Linked DNA regions of Mus musculus: region 2 is linked to region 1. A link is a contact called in public HiChIP or PLAC-seq data. All regions are on one chromosome and are shown on one strand. The core of a region is the stretch at or near the end of the contact, and the rest is flanking DNA. Distances in the headings are between cores, read along the strand shown. Region 1 has its middle 24 kb from the start of Ptgis. Region 2 has its middle 18 kb from the start of B4galt5.

Region 1 (7,590 bases), core at 3,591-6,090:
CCTCCCTGTAGGATCCAGTGTCTGGGTCTGCCCAGAAGAGGCCTCAGGACAGGGCACAGGAAACTGCCTCAGACTGGCCTCACCCAGGCTGGGGCCTCTCCTGTTACCATGACCAGCGGTGAACTGGCTCCCTTCAAACCCTCAGCCCAGCCCTGTAGTTTTAAAAAGAAACTGTGGCCAGGGGCGATGCCTGTTTTCCAAATTGCATTTTTTCCAACACGTACACACAGTGCTAACCAAACTAAATATGCCTGGAGCTGGAGACTTCCCAAGCTTCATAAGCCCTGGAATGTTCCCTTCTGAGCACAGAAATGAAGGCCCTATTTACACAGTTTTGCTGAGGGGGGACTTGGGTAGCAGAGTCCCCAAATTCAGTTCTGCCCCCAAAGATCCCCTGCAGAAACTAACACAGGAATTGGTTGGAGCCCAAGGATCTGAATTCAAATCTCAGCTCTGACACTAACTGTGAGGTCCCGGGTCAGTGACCTAACCTCTCTGGGCCCGGAGGTAGTGGGGTACAGATAGTCAGACAGCAGCTTAGTCCAGAGGAAATTTCTCAAAAGGCATTGTTGGATCTCTATCTAGCTGACCCATGGCCATGACCCTCAGCTGCAAGGAATCAGAGACTAGCTGTGCTTACTCAGACAGGATCAGCTTCCTGGGGTGCTGGGGAGTCAAGCCACTGTTGGTGGGTCTCCTTCCTCTCCCAGACTCCCAGACTCCCAGATGGTGTCTGCCTGGCGCCACCTTAGTGACAGGGAAATAAATGGAGCCCTCTGGAGGAAGATGAAGGTGAGGAGGGGCCACTGAGCCAGCCTCAGGGAGCCCCGGAAGCTCACAGCCATGCCCAAGGCAGCCTTAGCTCAGGGGACTGACTACAAAGCTATCTTTCCCTGTGCTTCCGTTGCTGGTGATGACACAAGACACAGAGGTGTCTACACTCCTCTCCCCTGACACATGTCACTCGGAAAGGACCTCATTGGCCAACAAAATGGCAGCTCGTTGTCAGCTCATGCCAGAGAGCTTGTGGGCCGAATCTTGGTTTCAGGAACACTGAACGCCAAGGCTCCAAAGACATTGTCTACTTTCACCTCTGTTGCTCCCTGCAGACTGACTCGCCCTGAGATGGAGTTTGCTGAGAGTTTCCCTGAGTCTGTGACGTCATTCTCAGTTTATTTCCACGTGTGCTGCCACTGAGGTAGGCCATAAAATGGCTTTAGTGGATGGAATGGAGGTGAGCGCTTGTTATCGCTCCTGACCTGGGCCTCCATGAAATGCCTTGTCTTTGTCCACTGGAGAGCTACAGTGACTGTCAAATGAAGAATCACGTAAGGGCCTTGGAATGGGGACAGCATCGGTGACAACACTGTCAGTGGCCACCTATTGGGGTGCATACGAGAGTGTACATGCACAGATGTGCACATGCGTGTGGAGGGCAGAGGGCAGAGGGCAACCTCTGGCACTGGTCCTCGGGTGCGGCCCACCTGTGATTTATTTAAATACTTACTTGCTTATTTTTAAAGAGGGTGTCGCCTCAGCCTGGAGCTCAGCCAATGGGCAAGGCTGGCTGGCAAGCCTCAGGCACCCTTAAAACCATCACGCTTGGCTTGGAGTTGGACTTCAGTCTTCATGCTTTTCCTGTAGGTGTTTTGTTTTTGTTTTTTGTTTTTGTTTTTGTTTTTTTTGAGACAGGGTCTTTTTTTTTTTTTTTTTTTAATGTAGTCCTGGCTGTCCCGGAACTCACTCTGTAGACCAGGCTGGCCTCAAACTCAGAAATCTGCCTGTCTTTGCCTCCCAAGTGCTGGGATTAAAGACATGTGCCACCACTGCCCAGCTCCTGTAGGCGTTTCACTCAGAGTCATCTCCTCTGCCTTTGACAAGATGTGAGTCCAGAGGACTGAAACCTCTTGGGGATAAATCTTTCTTGGGTCCTGTCTGTTCTCCTGCCCACGGCTGTGGGACCTGCGCACAGTAGGAACTTCCTGTTGTGGGACCTGCACACACTGGGAACTTCCTGCTGTGGGACCTGTATACAGTGGGAACTTCCTGCTGTGGGACCTGTACACAGTGGGAACTTCCTGCTGTGGGACCTGCACACACTGGGAACTTCCTGCTGTGGGACCTGCACACACTGGGGAACTTACTGCTGTGGGACCTGCACACAGTAGGAACTCAGAGCCTCTAGAGTAAGTTCTATTCCTGTTTGGGCCTGTTTCTGTCTCCTCCAGGAAGAGATGCTGATGGGGACCTTCCCTCCTCTTTCTGGAAGGGGGAGGGCCTGGTGAGGGTGTGGTGCCGGTCAGTGCTCAGAGCATCACTACAGAAGTGAATCATAACACTTCCCAGCTGGAGGCTGGGTAGAGATAAGGTATGTGAGGAGGATTGGTGAAGCCTGCGTGGCTAAGGCGCTTACTGGGCTGGAACTTCTCAGCAGCATGATTAGACCTCAGTGCCTGCCAGGGATGCAGCCGGGGACCTAAGCCAAGGCTGACCTAAAGCCAAAGTGCTGACCAGCTTTCAAGGGGGATGCCCCAGGCACCTGACTCAGACTGACACAGACTGGCTACAGTGGCCCGCCCTGCTTCTGGAGCCTGTGTCTAGTCAAATCCTTAGGAACCTGCAGGAGAAATGTCCAGTCGTGGTGACACATGCTACCGTGGCATATTGAAGAGCCCACATACATGAAGGCCGAGCTATGTGTGTGGGGCCAACAGGATGGTCTGCGTTCCATGCTGGGACCCACATGATGGAGGGAGAGAGCTGATTTCCTCACAGTGTCCTCCAACGAGAACGTGCACCTCTGAACTCTACACACAGGCGCACAGGCACACAAACGGAAATAAGTAAGATGCAAAATAAATAAATAAATAAAAAGATTAAATTCCTGGTTTAAAAGCGGAATGAGAAAGCCAGGCACGGCGGAGGCTCACGCCTTCAATCCCAGCTCCTGGGAGGCAGCGCCAGGAAGATCACTGTGAGTCCGAGTCAGCCTGGCCTGCATAGTGAGCTCCAGCCCTGCCAGACCTCAGAAAAGGAAGAGAAACAGAGGCCCAGAGACGGCCAAACATGCTTGTACCATGAGCCTGCCATTTGACACTGTATTGGGGATGCTAGCTCCCAGCCTGGTGTCTGCAGGAACCTCCAGCAAAATAGAGGAGACCCAAGGGTCTTACATACAGGGAGCATAGCAAGTGCAAATGCCCACGGTCAACAGAAACCAGGCACTCTCCATACTAGAGAGAGGTGCTTCATACCCAGGGTCTGGCTCATTTGTGGGAAGAGGGGCTTTAGAGAGAGCAATGGAGGCCCCAGAGCCTGTTTCCAAGTATGATCCACACACCAGCAGCATCAGGCAATGCAGCAGGATTGTCAGAGCTGATTGGCACATGTGTCTGGGACCTGCCATTTGCACCGCTTCGCCCAAGGGATTCCCAAGGAATTCTGAAGCACTCAACATTTCTGTCAGCTGAGTCGCTGCTGATATCCCAGTTAAGAACAACTTGGTCTCAGACAAGCCTGGCTTCAAGTCTCAGTTCTGCTGCTTTCCAGCATGGCGCTCTCTCTCTCTCTCTCTCTCTCTCTCTCTCTCTCTCTCTCTCTCTCTCGGATATTGCTCAGGGTCTTCCCTCAGTGGAGACATCTGACAATATCCCCACACAGGTGCAGGTGAAGGCAGCCATTGCTCAGGGCTGGCTGTTTTAGTTAGGCCTACCCACCCCCACTGAGGTTATAGATGTGTGCTGCCACACCCAGCTTTTTCGAAGGTTCTGGGATCTGAACTTAGGTCCCCACGTTCACATGGTGAGCGCATTCACCCACTGACCCCTCCTCCTCAGGGTGTCTTAGGGTTTTACTGCTGTGAAGACACATACATCATTACCTCATACAGGGGAGCAGCTGGGAGCCTAGACACACACACACACACACACACACACACACAGAGCTCCTGTCCACTCAGCAATGGATGTTAACCTCAGCTATGACGAAGTCTCTTCGGTGGCAGACCTCTTGTATGTGTGGGAGGGCTGGGGATCAGGGTGTGGCACAGTGTCTGGTCATAAGAGGCAGCTGTCAATGCATATACAGGTGTGCTGGTGAGGGCAGACAGAGACCCACTGAGGGTGGCTTTGAGTGACAGATTACAGGAGGGGCCAAACTCAGCACAACACCATCAGACCTTCACCAATTACTCCACTGGTGCTGCCTAGAGAATGGGATGCAGAGGGAAGCAGGCAGGACTAAGATGGCGTCTTCTGGAGAAGCTAAATACTTACGGGGGACTCTCCTTCCTGCCTGTGTGGGCAGCGAGAGGCTTAGAGACAGAGAGACAGAACCCACAATCCAGGGGGAGGGGGAAAGGCCAAAGGTCAGAGGTCAGTAGAAAATGTCCCCAACTCGCAAAAACAGTGTGTCTCCTCCCTTGGTGTTCATGCCACCCAGAGCCACCCCACTGCCAGTGCGGTCAGGTCCTGGGGGAGGAGTGGAATCTAAAATATGTTTTGGTTTCCTTAAAGGTATTTGGGAACAAAATGATACGTTTCTGTCTCTCTGTTTTGATTTTCTTTTTTTTTTTTTTTTTTTTTTAAGAGGGGGTGGTGGTGGTGGAGAAAACACACAGTTGATTCAAAAAACCTGCCGGGAGACTGTTGTCCTAGACCCAAAATATTTCATTTATACAGATGATACAGGTAGTTGGTATAAGGGCCTACCTGAGGCTTGAAGGAAGTGGGTGTGACAGCAGAGTCATCAAGCTCCGAGTGACAGAGTGACAGCTGCTCTGAGGAGCACTGCCCTGAGTGGTGGACGCAGAGAAAGTACCCTCCAGCTGCCATTTCCTGCCTCCTCTGACCTCTGGTGACCCCTACAGATCTCAGTGGGCGGCCACAGGAAGGCAATGCATGCTTCCTTTAGGAAATAGAGTCTATCAAGAACAAAGAAGGGCCAGACAGTTGTGGCACTTTTTTTTTTTTTTTTTTTTTTTGGTTTTTCGAGACAGGGTTTCTCTGTATAGCCCTGGCTGTCCTGGAACTCACTTTGTAGACCAGGCTGGCCTCGAATTCAGAAATCCGCCTGCCTCTGCCTCCCAAGTGCTGGGACTAAAGGCGTGCGCCACCACGCCCGGCTCGGCAGCACACTTTTAACCACGCACTTGGGAGGGAGAGGCAGGCAGACCTCTAAGTTAGAGGCTAGCCTCCTCTACAGAGTGTTGTGGGTGGGCCTGTTGTTGTTTGTATTTTGATGTTAAGTTTGTTCTCCTGGGAGGTACTACAGACAAGGAGTGAGTCACTCAAGTGATTTCTTGTGAACCAACTCCCTAATGAATACAGAGCCATTCACTGGGTGAGTAAGAGGGACTTCCAGGTTGGACGGAGGAAGCAGGAGAGAGTTAGATCTTTTTGGACAGGGATAGCGTGAGGACAAGAGGACAAGATGTAGTTACAAGTGTCTCCCAGTTTCAATGGCAGATCTGTCAGGATTCACCACTGGAGGATTTAGATTTTTTTTTTTAAAGATTTATTTATTATTATACATAAGTACACTGTAGCTGTCTTTTAGACACACCAGAAGAGGGCGCCAGATCTCATTACAGATGGTTGTGAGCCTCCATGTGGTTGCTGGGATTTGAACTCAGTACCTTTGGAAGAGCAGTCAGTGCTCTTACCCACTGAGCCATCATGCGAGCCCGAGGATTTAGATTTAATAAGGCTTACAAGATTAGGATTTTAGTTGTTGCACCCAGCGATTAATTTACCGTTGTTTCTGAACTAAGTTTGTGTTGTGTTTTCCTTCACACAGTGGCTCATCTGGGTTTAAGAGAGAAAGTAGCAAAGCGAGGGTTTGCCTGAGATGCACCACAAAGGCTGTGGGGGATTTGAAGCACAGGGTTGGCGTGGCAGTAATCCACCAGTGGGAACCTAGTGAGCTGGGTGAAGAGATTTCGGAGTTCTGAGTCAGAGTCTCCACAAAATAAAAACAGGTCGGCCTTTGCCGCCAGTGCATAGCCAACCAGGCCGCCAGGGCAGAGAGTTACCGGCACAAGCTCCCGACCGTGTCAGTTGGATTTTTAAAATATTTCCCACAGGGCTGGTGAGATGGCTCAGTGGGTAAGAGCATCCGACTGCTCTTCCGAAGGTCCAGAGTTCAAATCCCAGCAACCACATGGTGGCTCACAACCATCCGTAATGAGATCTGGCTCCCTCTTCTGGAGTATCTGAAGACAGCTACAGTGTACTTTCATATAATCAATAAATAAATCTTAAAAAAAAATATTTCCCACAATAACAGAGTGAGTTCCAAGATGGCCAGGGCTACACGGAGAAACCCTGTGTGGTGGTTTGAACAGGCATGGCTCCCATAGACACAAGTGCATGAATGCTTGGGTATAGGAAGTGGCATATATAAGTGGCATATATGCTTCTTGGAGAAGATGTAATCTTGTTGGAAGACGTTGGTGTCACTGTGGGAGGTGGGCTTTGAGGCACAGTAGGGGAGGTGGGCTAGCTAAAACTGCAAGCCCCTGACTCAGTGACCGCCCCATCTCATAACGATAAAGCAGGCAGTGATTGAGAAAAGCATTAGACATCAGCCGTCCAGCCTCTACACAAGTACACACGAGTGCACTTACACACACAACCCACCCACACAAACACACAGGAATGTCAGTGGAGTCACTAAAAAGCACACACCCCTACACACACACACACACACACACACACACACACACACACACACACACACACACAGAGGAATGTCAGTCAAGTCACTAAAAACAGAAACCCAGCACCCTCACCCTATAAATAGCGGGGAAAACTGTATAAATAAATCCGCAGCACGGTGACGTTATCCAGCAAACACTGCTACTGATGGAGACTTAAACCGTAGGATGACTCAAGGCCTCACTGTGTGCCCCAGGCTGGCTTAGAATCCACAGTCGCCTGCATGAGCCTCCCAACAGCTGGGGTGACAGGTGTACATCCCATGGCTGCCTCTCCCTTTCTTACAAAGCACTTGGCAGATGTTGGAGAGGCTCGGGCAGGCTGAAGCTCCCCCACCTGTCACTCTAACTTCTCCTACCCCAAACCTTCTGCAACGTGAAGGCACAGGCCTTCCATGGCCTCCCTTGAGACCCAAGTGCAACAGAGCCTGTGAGTGACCTGCCAGCAATGAGCCACCCAGAAAAGTACGAGTCCCTGAGATGAGAATCCAGTGAGCTCATTGATAGGAAGAGACCACACCAGGAGTGATCAGCGCTTACTGACACCAATGCCTCCAAGGCCCCGGGGATGCGTCTGTGTTCATCGCATCATCCACACCTTCTGTGCGATAGATGCCCTTCACCCTTTGGCAAATAAGGAGACAGAGGGGCCACGTGGTAAAGCCCCATCTAGGCCACAGCAAGGAGACAGTGGAGGCAGATCCGACCAGGCCACCTGGGCTGTGAGGAACTGAAGCACCATTGCAGTTTGTCCACAGGTCACCGTGTTCCAAGCAGACTAGCCTCTCGCCCTCTCCCTGAGCACCAGCCCTTTGCTCTGAGGAGACTTCCTTCCTTGGGACCCTTGAGCCTGGGGAGTCCAAGAGGGAGGGAAA
Region 2 (7,590 bases), core at 3,786-6,285, 100 kb after region 1:
TCTGTAGTCCTGGGCAACAGTTTGACACCTGAAGCCTAGCAGCCCAACCCCTGGCCTTGCTAACCACAGCTTGTGCACAGCTCTCAGGAGCCACAGTCCTGGGCCTGTGAGCCCCAGGCTAGAACAACACTATGGTGGCTGGTGACTGCAGGCTAACTGTGGGCTCAGAGAGCCCACGCCAAGCCTCTCAGATGAAGGCTTTGGTTCCGCAGCAGGTTCTGCCCCAGGGTGTTGTTTAAACTCTAGGTAGAGGCCACCATACCTCAAGAGTTTTTCTGAGCACAGCAGGGGCCACACTGAGGCACGCCCTGAATGGCTTTGGGGAGCAGCCTAGGGAGCCACAGCACTGCCAGCTGAAGTCCAAGCGCCACAGCCCTTCTGGCATTCTGGGTCTGGGAGGGGACGTGCATATGCCTTTGGGTTGTTCCTACTGCACTCTTCTCGGACAGTGGAGTCAGAGCCTGGCTTCCATGAAGAAGAGGGTTTTGTATGGTTGCCTCATTCAAGGACCACTCCATTACCCTTTGTCCTTCTCTGAAAGAAGCCTGGCTCTTCTCTCCCTCCCTCCCTCCCTCCCTCCCTCCCTCCCTCCCTCCCTCCCTCCCTTCATCCCCTCCTTATTTTTTTCCTCCTTCCCTGGTCTGTCTCTCTGACAGGATTTACACTAATTCAAAGTGGCCGCAAGCTCATGGCGCTCCTCCTGCCTCAGCCTCTCAAGTGCTAGGATTACAGGTTCGAGCCTCCACACCTGGCTCTGCTTTCTCATCCCCCACCCCCACCCCCCCCATCGTAGACAGATTCTGAATCCCCCATGTTTCTGAATTCTGCTTCCCGCTGACTCACATCTCTCTGGTCAAATCAGTTCTCCCTCCCCACCTTTTGCTACCTACACTCAAGAGACAGGAAGCTGCACCTTCCACAACACCCTGAGAAACAGCATGAGGAACCTATTCCATTTTATTATTCACAAGTTGTACCAGGAACTGAGCTTTGACCTCAACACACTCCAACCAAGTTCAGACCTCCTGAGTGATGGGGAAGGCTTCTTCAGTTTGCAGTGATGTGTGCAGCGGCCAGCCCTCCTCGCACAGCTGCTCATTCTGTTCTCCCACCACACAGCCATCTTTAGGAAGATGGGGCACTAGTGTTCTCTGCAGCTCAGGGGGCACATAAGCATTATCCACAGCTCATCTCTATAATTTCTGGAGTCCTCCAGAACCACTATAGGTGGCTGTGTGGACTTGCAGTGTGAGCCTCAGAACTCTGGCAACCTACACTCTGGCCTGTTACAAAGTTGCTTCCCTGTTTCATTTCATATTATTTTAGTTGTTGCTTTGATGTAGCCCAGGCTGGCCACAAATTTGCTACATAGCTAAGACTGGTTCTGGCTTTTATTATTTTTATTTTATTTGTGTGTGGTGAAGGGTTTGTGCATGCCATGGCATGTGTGTGGAAGTCAGAGGACAACTTGTGAGATCAGGTTCTCTCCTTCCAGCATGTAGGAGATTGAACATGGGTCCTCAGGCTTGGTGGCAAGCTCCTTTACCCACTGAGCCATCTCACCAGCCCTGACCCTGAATTTCTGACCTTCCAACCTCTACCTTCCATGTGCTGGGATCACAGCCCCACACCATGTTACTGGATCTGAATTTCATATCTGAATTTCATATGTGTGTAAGTACCTAAGGCCTGCATGTATGTATGTGCACCACCTGTGTGCAGTTCCTGTGGAGGCCAGAAGAGGGAGACAGATCCATGGACACTAGAGTTACTGATGGTTGTGATCCACCATGCAGGCCCTGGGAACTGAGCCCAGGTCCTCTGTAAGAAGGGCAAGTACTGGGCTGGTGAGATGGCTCAGTGGGTTAGAGCACCCGACTGCTCTTCCGAAGGTCCAGAGTTCAAATCCCAGCAACCACATGGTGGCTCACAACCATCCATAACGAGATCTGACTCCCTCTTCTGGAGTGTCTGAAGACAGCTACAATGTACTTACATATAATAAATAAATAAATCTTAAAAAAAAAAAAAAAAAGAAGGGCAAGTACTCTTACCTGCTGAGGCATCTCTCCAACTCTCTTGTTTAGATTTGAGACAGACAGATCCTTACTCTCTTATTAAGACCGGCTTGAAATGCACCATGTAGCTCAGACTGACTGACCTTGCATTCACCATAACATTTCTACCTCAGCCATTACACCACTACACAGCATAAAGCTGTGTTTTAACAACACAGCTCTGCTTCCCCAGTGTAGATCCGGCCCTACATTTATTTATGAAACAACAGGGTCAATGGTCAGAACGGCTGTGGTCAAACAGGTGTTTAATGTGCTAAGGGCCTTCTCAGCACCAGAAGGCAAGAAAGAAGCTGGCAAACAACAACAACAACAACAAACAAACAAACAAAAAGGCAAACAAACTGCACAACACGGGCTGGAGAGGTGGCCAGTGGTTACAGCATTGGCTGCTCTTCCAGAGGTCCTGGGTTCTAGTCCCACACCGACATGACAGCTCACACCTGTCTGCAACTCCAGTTCCAGGTGATCCAACACTCTTGCATAGACGCAGAAACGTGCATGCAGGCAAAGCACCAATGGACAGGAAATGAAAATAAATAAATAAATAAAAAGGACAGTAAAATAGCAACAACGACACCTACTACGGATTGGGCTAATACTTACCGTGCCAGGCACAGCAGCAAGCTCACCATGCATACTCCCTCAGTCTACTCAGTGACCCTTGCAGTCATGTGCACAACACATTTCTGTGAGGAGGGTTTAATGCAGATGTGCTTTTTTAATTAATTTATTGATTTTGAGGCAGGGTCTCTCTCTCTGGTCTCACTGGGATTTGAGGCTCCCTGATTAGGCTGGTGAGCCCCAAGGATCGTCCTCTCTGTGCCTCTGCAGCGCTAGAATCAGGGGGTGTAATTAGTTCCGTCAGGCTTGTTTAAATCCCTTCCCAGGGGGGGAGAGTCAACACTGGCTTCTTCTCCTAAGGTCCTAGCAGCAAAGCGAGGCACAATGCCACCAAGTTCACCCTGGGACCAATGTGATTATTGGGGTTCCTTAAAGAGCTTAAGTGAGGGCTAGAGAGATGGCTCAGTTGTTGAGAGCACTGACTGCTCTTCCAGAGGTCCTGAGTTCAATTCCTAGCAATCACATGGTGGCTCATAACCATCTGTAATGGGATCTGAAGCCCTCTTCCGGTGTGTCTGAAGACAGCTACAGTGTATTCATATAAGTAAAATAAATAAATCCTTAAAAGAAAAAAAAAAAACACAATAGGCCACACCTAAACCCAGTGGGCCTAAGCTTTCATCTTCTGTGGCTATATACTCCAGCCCTTCAGAGAGGCCATGTGCAATTAGTCCAGAGCTGTCAGCAGGTAGCAGGGAGTGGCTGGGAACTTTAAGTGTGGCTGTCATGACCCTTCCTAAACTTCCATGAGAGGACACAAACTGCCAACCAGCCCAGATGGGACATCCTTTGCAAGCAGGCACAGCTGGGCTGTCTAAGATGTCTAAGATGGCCGTTGCTTGTCTGGGAAGACAGTCCCTGGGCCTCAGCCTCCTACCCTGATTGCTAAGACTTCAGTGTGCTGGCCCCCCCCCCCACTCCCACCCCCATCCCCACCCCCTCACCCCCGTGACTCCTCTTCAGCTTTATTCAGAATAAAATCCAAATCCTGGGCTTGGGGGTGTGGCTCAGCTGGTGGGGTACTTGCCTAGTGTGTCCCTGGCTCAAAAAAAAAAAAAAAAAAAAAGAAAGAAAGAAAGAAAGAAAGAAAGAAAAGAAAAGAAATAAAACTGAAAGAAAGTAAGAGAGAGAGAAAGACAAATAGAAGAAAGCAGGCTGGACAGGCCATGGCAATCAAGCCGGTGTTTATTACAGCAAAATCGGATGTCAGGAAATTGCATTCGCACGTTTCCCTCCAAACTCTCCCATAGTGCCCCATTGCCCTCAAGAGAGAACTCAGGCATCCTGCCTGGGTCTGCAGGAACCAACCAGGGCTTGCCATTCAATCCTCTGAGGTTTCGCTGCTGGGCATTATCAGCATAACCACACGCTGGTTTCCTTTAGGTCACTAAAGGAGTAGTGCTTACACACACACACACACACACACACACACACACACACACACACACACACACACACGCACATTCTCTCTCTCTCTCTCTCTCTCTCTCTCTCTCTCTCTCTCTCTCTCTCTCTCTCTCTCTCTCTGTGAAATATTTCCTCTAGAAACCTCCCTTCCTCGTCCACCTCTCACACCCACGCACTCACCCTACAGGTGCGCCCTGGCAGAAGTTTCTCTCCAAGAGGGGGTGGGGCCGAGGGATATGGTGGACTGACGACACAGGACTCCAAAGAAGACAGCAGTGTGAAGGCAGAGGGAAGAACCAGGTCCGACCACTTGAACTTCTCCACGTGGTGGGGGTAGCGGGGGTGGGGTGGGGGACGCACGTGGACCAGCCCGTCCGCTGTCTGATTGAAATCCTCTCCCATTTCCTGGGAGGCCGGTAGAGGCAGAAGAGGCCCACACAGCCTCTGTCAACCCCCCTCGCGATCGGCAGAGCCTTGATTTCTTCTGCTCCACGCGCCATCTTTACTTTTACAGCAGATGCTCAGACACAGCAGTTAAGACCCAGGGTTTCCTGGACCCTGTTGGCAACTTCGAGATTTCACCTGGAGAGGTTCTAACTGTTCTGACCTCTGATGAGGACTACAAAGCGGACATCTGAGCAAAGGGGCTCCAGGCTATAGTGAGTGCTCACTAAACACCAGAGGTTAGCCCAAAATGTCTGAGTGTAACTTGGTGTGCTTTAGCCTAGGCCACATACTGAGCATGGAATCTCTGCTGGCTGGTCATAGAAGTGCCTCGATCCTAGTCCTTGCAGAATCCTTCCTTTAACAGATTGGAAGAAGCTCTGTGGGTTTCCGGGGCACATGAAGAGATTCACAGGAACATTCAAGCCCCGGGGAGGGGAGGGCCGTTGAGTCTCTGAGCCAATGAGAGGTAGAGAAGTGGGGAGGCCCCAAGGTGATGCTACTCCTGGGCACAGCAAGTCAGCGTGAGATGCGGGCAGGAACTGGGACTTCCTCTCTCTGGCCGGCGTGTGTGTGTGTGTGTGTGTGTGTGTGTGTGTGTGTGTGTGTGTGTGTGTGTGTGTTTGACTTCCCTTTATCAAGAAATTAGCGGCTTGCTTGCCTAGCCTGTAGAAAGTTCCGGACTTGGTCCTAGCACCCCATAATGCGCTTGGTGGTGCATGTCTGTGATCCCAGCACCCAGGAAGTGTTAGGCAGGAGGATCATAAATCAAGGGCTACCTGGAGAACTTAGCTTCTGAAAATTAAAAAAATAAAATAAAGTTTAAGGGTCAAGATATAGTTGGCTTGCTCGATCATGTGTGGCAGCCCACGGTTGTAACCGAGTCACTTGGGAGGTAGAGGCAGGATGATCAGTTCTTTTTACTTTTGAGATGGAACCTTGCTCTCTAGTCCTGGCTGGGTCCTGGCTGACCTGGTACCGTGTAGCCCTTGCTGCAATCTTCCCGTGAGCCAGGATTATGGGCATGTCCAGCTCGCTTTAGTTTTCTTTCTTTCTTCCTTTCTTCCTCTCTTTCTTTCTTTCCTTCTCTCTTTCTTTCTTTCTTTTAGATTTATTCATTGTTTTATGTAAGTATACTGTAGTTGTCTTCAGACACACTGGAAGAGATCAGATCTTACAAATGGTTGTGGGCCACCATGTGGTTGCTGGGAATTGAACTCAGGACCTCTGGAAAAGCAGTCAGTGCTCTTAACCCCTGAGCCATCTCTCCAGCCTTCATTTTAGCTTTCTTACCTTACTGATAGCTCAATGTCACCTGATTGTACATTCTGCTCTAACAGGGTCAATGCACAACAAAGCTCTGGTTGGAGGTGAAACCCACCCTGCTCTGTCCCCAGTGCTTTGGGGACATGACTTGAGTCCGTGGAGGCCCTGTGCCTGCTGCCTCAGTCTCGTGAAATCACATGTGCATTGGTCTCACTGTGTTCCTTGGAGGTGTCTGTCCATCACCTCCAGCTCTTAGAATTTTTCCACCTCTTACGGAGAGGCTGTTTGCAATGGATGCCCACTGGCAAAGGGAAAGTCAGTTCTGTCCCATGGAGACTCACTGGGTATTGCCAAGTACACTTCGGGGCAGCTCCCATGTCCAGGAGTGGTTGGTTGTAGTGTGTGTGTATGTGTGTGGATTTTTTAAAATTTTGATATATATTGTATTTTTGTTTCTTTTGATTTTCAATTGCTTGTGTGTGTGTGTGTGTGTGTGTGTGTGTGTGTGTGTGTGTAGAAAAAAAGAACATCAAGTTGGGTGAGTAAGAAGATAAGGAGAAGCTAGTAGGAGTTGGAAGAGGGGAAACGATCAAAAATATATTGTGTGAGAAAAAATGAAATAATTAAAAAAAAAAAAAGAAAGAAAGAAAGAAAGAAAAGAAAGAAACGCTGAGCCAGCCGTGGTGCACACATCTTTGACCCCAGCACTGGGAAGGCAGACGCAGATGGATCTCTGTGGGAGTTCAAGGCTAGCCTGGTCTACAAAGCAAGTTCCAGGACAGCCAGGGCTACACAGAGAAACTCTGTCCTGAAAAACCAAAACCAAACAAACAAAAAAGAAAGTGGGCATAATGGGCACACTATCAATCTCAGCTCTTGGAAGACAGAGGGAGGTAGATTTCTGAGTTCCAGGCCAGCCTGGTCTACATAGAGTTCCAGAACAGCCAGGGATACATACTAGAGAGATACCCCCCGAGAATGCACACATGCACACACACACACACACACACACACACACCTTACCTCAAAGATGAGAGGAATTTATTCTGGAGACAAATATGTACAGCCTGACCCAAGAACCCAGACTTAGGTCACCCCAAGCTCCATATCTCATGGTAACAGTTTGATAAAGTTTTTTATAGCTAACAGAGAAATAAGAAACACAAACACAGCCGGGCGTGGTGGCGCACGCCTTTGATCCCAGCACTTAGGAAGCAGAGGCAGGCAGATTTCTGAGTTCAAGGCCAGCCTGGTCTACAAAGTGAGTTCCAGGACAGCCAGGACTATACAAAGAAACCCTGTCTCGGAAAAAAAAGAAAAAAAGAGGAGAGGAGAGGGGAGGGGAGGGGAGGGGAGGGGAGGGGAGGGGAGGGGAGGGGAGGGGAGGGGAAAGGAAAGGAAAGGAAAGGAAAGGAAAGGAAAGGAAAGGAAAGGAAAGGAAAGGAAAGGAAAGGAAAGGAAAGGAAACAGAAACTAAGACACCTTTCAAGTATGTTGGTGGTAATGTTAAGTGGGAGGACGAAAGACGGCTGAGGAGCTGCGCTGTGGGCCTCAGATGCAGTGGACAGGGGGTAGGAGGCTAAAGCTAGCCCGAGATAGCGGAGTACAGTGGAGCACACCTTAAATTCCAGCTCTCAGGAGGCAGAGGCAGCAGCTCTCTGAGTTCAAGGCCAGCCTGATCTTCATAGAGTTTTTCAGGACAACCAAGGGCACACAACACAGAGAGACTCTGTCGAAGGGAAGGGAAGGGAAGGGAAGGGAAGGGAAGGGAAGG

What was found. HiChIP or PLAC-seq counts read pairs in DNA pulled down with a chosen protein or histone mark.
Region 2: an H3K27ac HiChIP or PLAC-seq map of embryonic stem cells shows a contact between it and region 1, with 6 read pairs. The contact joins two enhancer-like sites. A contact is called at or near these places in 7 of 39 promoter capture datasets (embryonic stem cells, epiblast stem cells, fetal liver and 4 more) and 2 of 115 datasets of contacts at active chromatin or transcription factors (embryonic stem cells and microglia).

What each region holds. Positions count from the first base shown.
Region 1 is chr2:167,261,196-167,268,785 of GRCm38.p6, forward strand. No RefSeq gene overlaps it. Among named protein-coding and RNA genes, the nearest start is that of Ptgis, 24 kb to the left of the region's middle. Within about 2 kb of position 4,841, at least 7 of the 459 cell types and tissues checked have an H3K27ac peak or open chromatin away from gene starts, as enhancers often do. A contact at or near this core is called in embryonic stem cells, where this site is marked.
Region 2 is chr2:167,363,521-167,371,110 of GRCm38.p6, forward strand. No RefSeq gene overlaps it. Among named protein-coding and RNA genes, the nearest start is that of B4galt5, 18 kb to the left of the region's middle. Within about 2 kb of position 5,036, at least 123 of the 459 cell types and tissues checked have an H3K27ac peak or open chromatin away from gene starts, as enhancers often do. A contact at or near this core is called in embryonic stem cells, where this site is marked.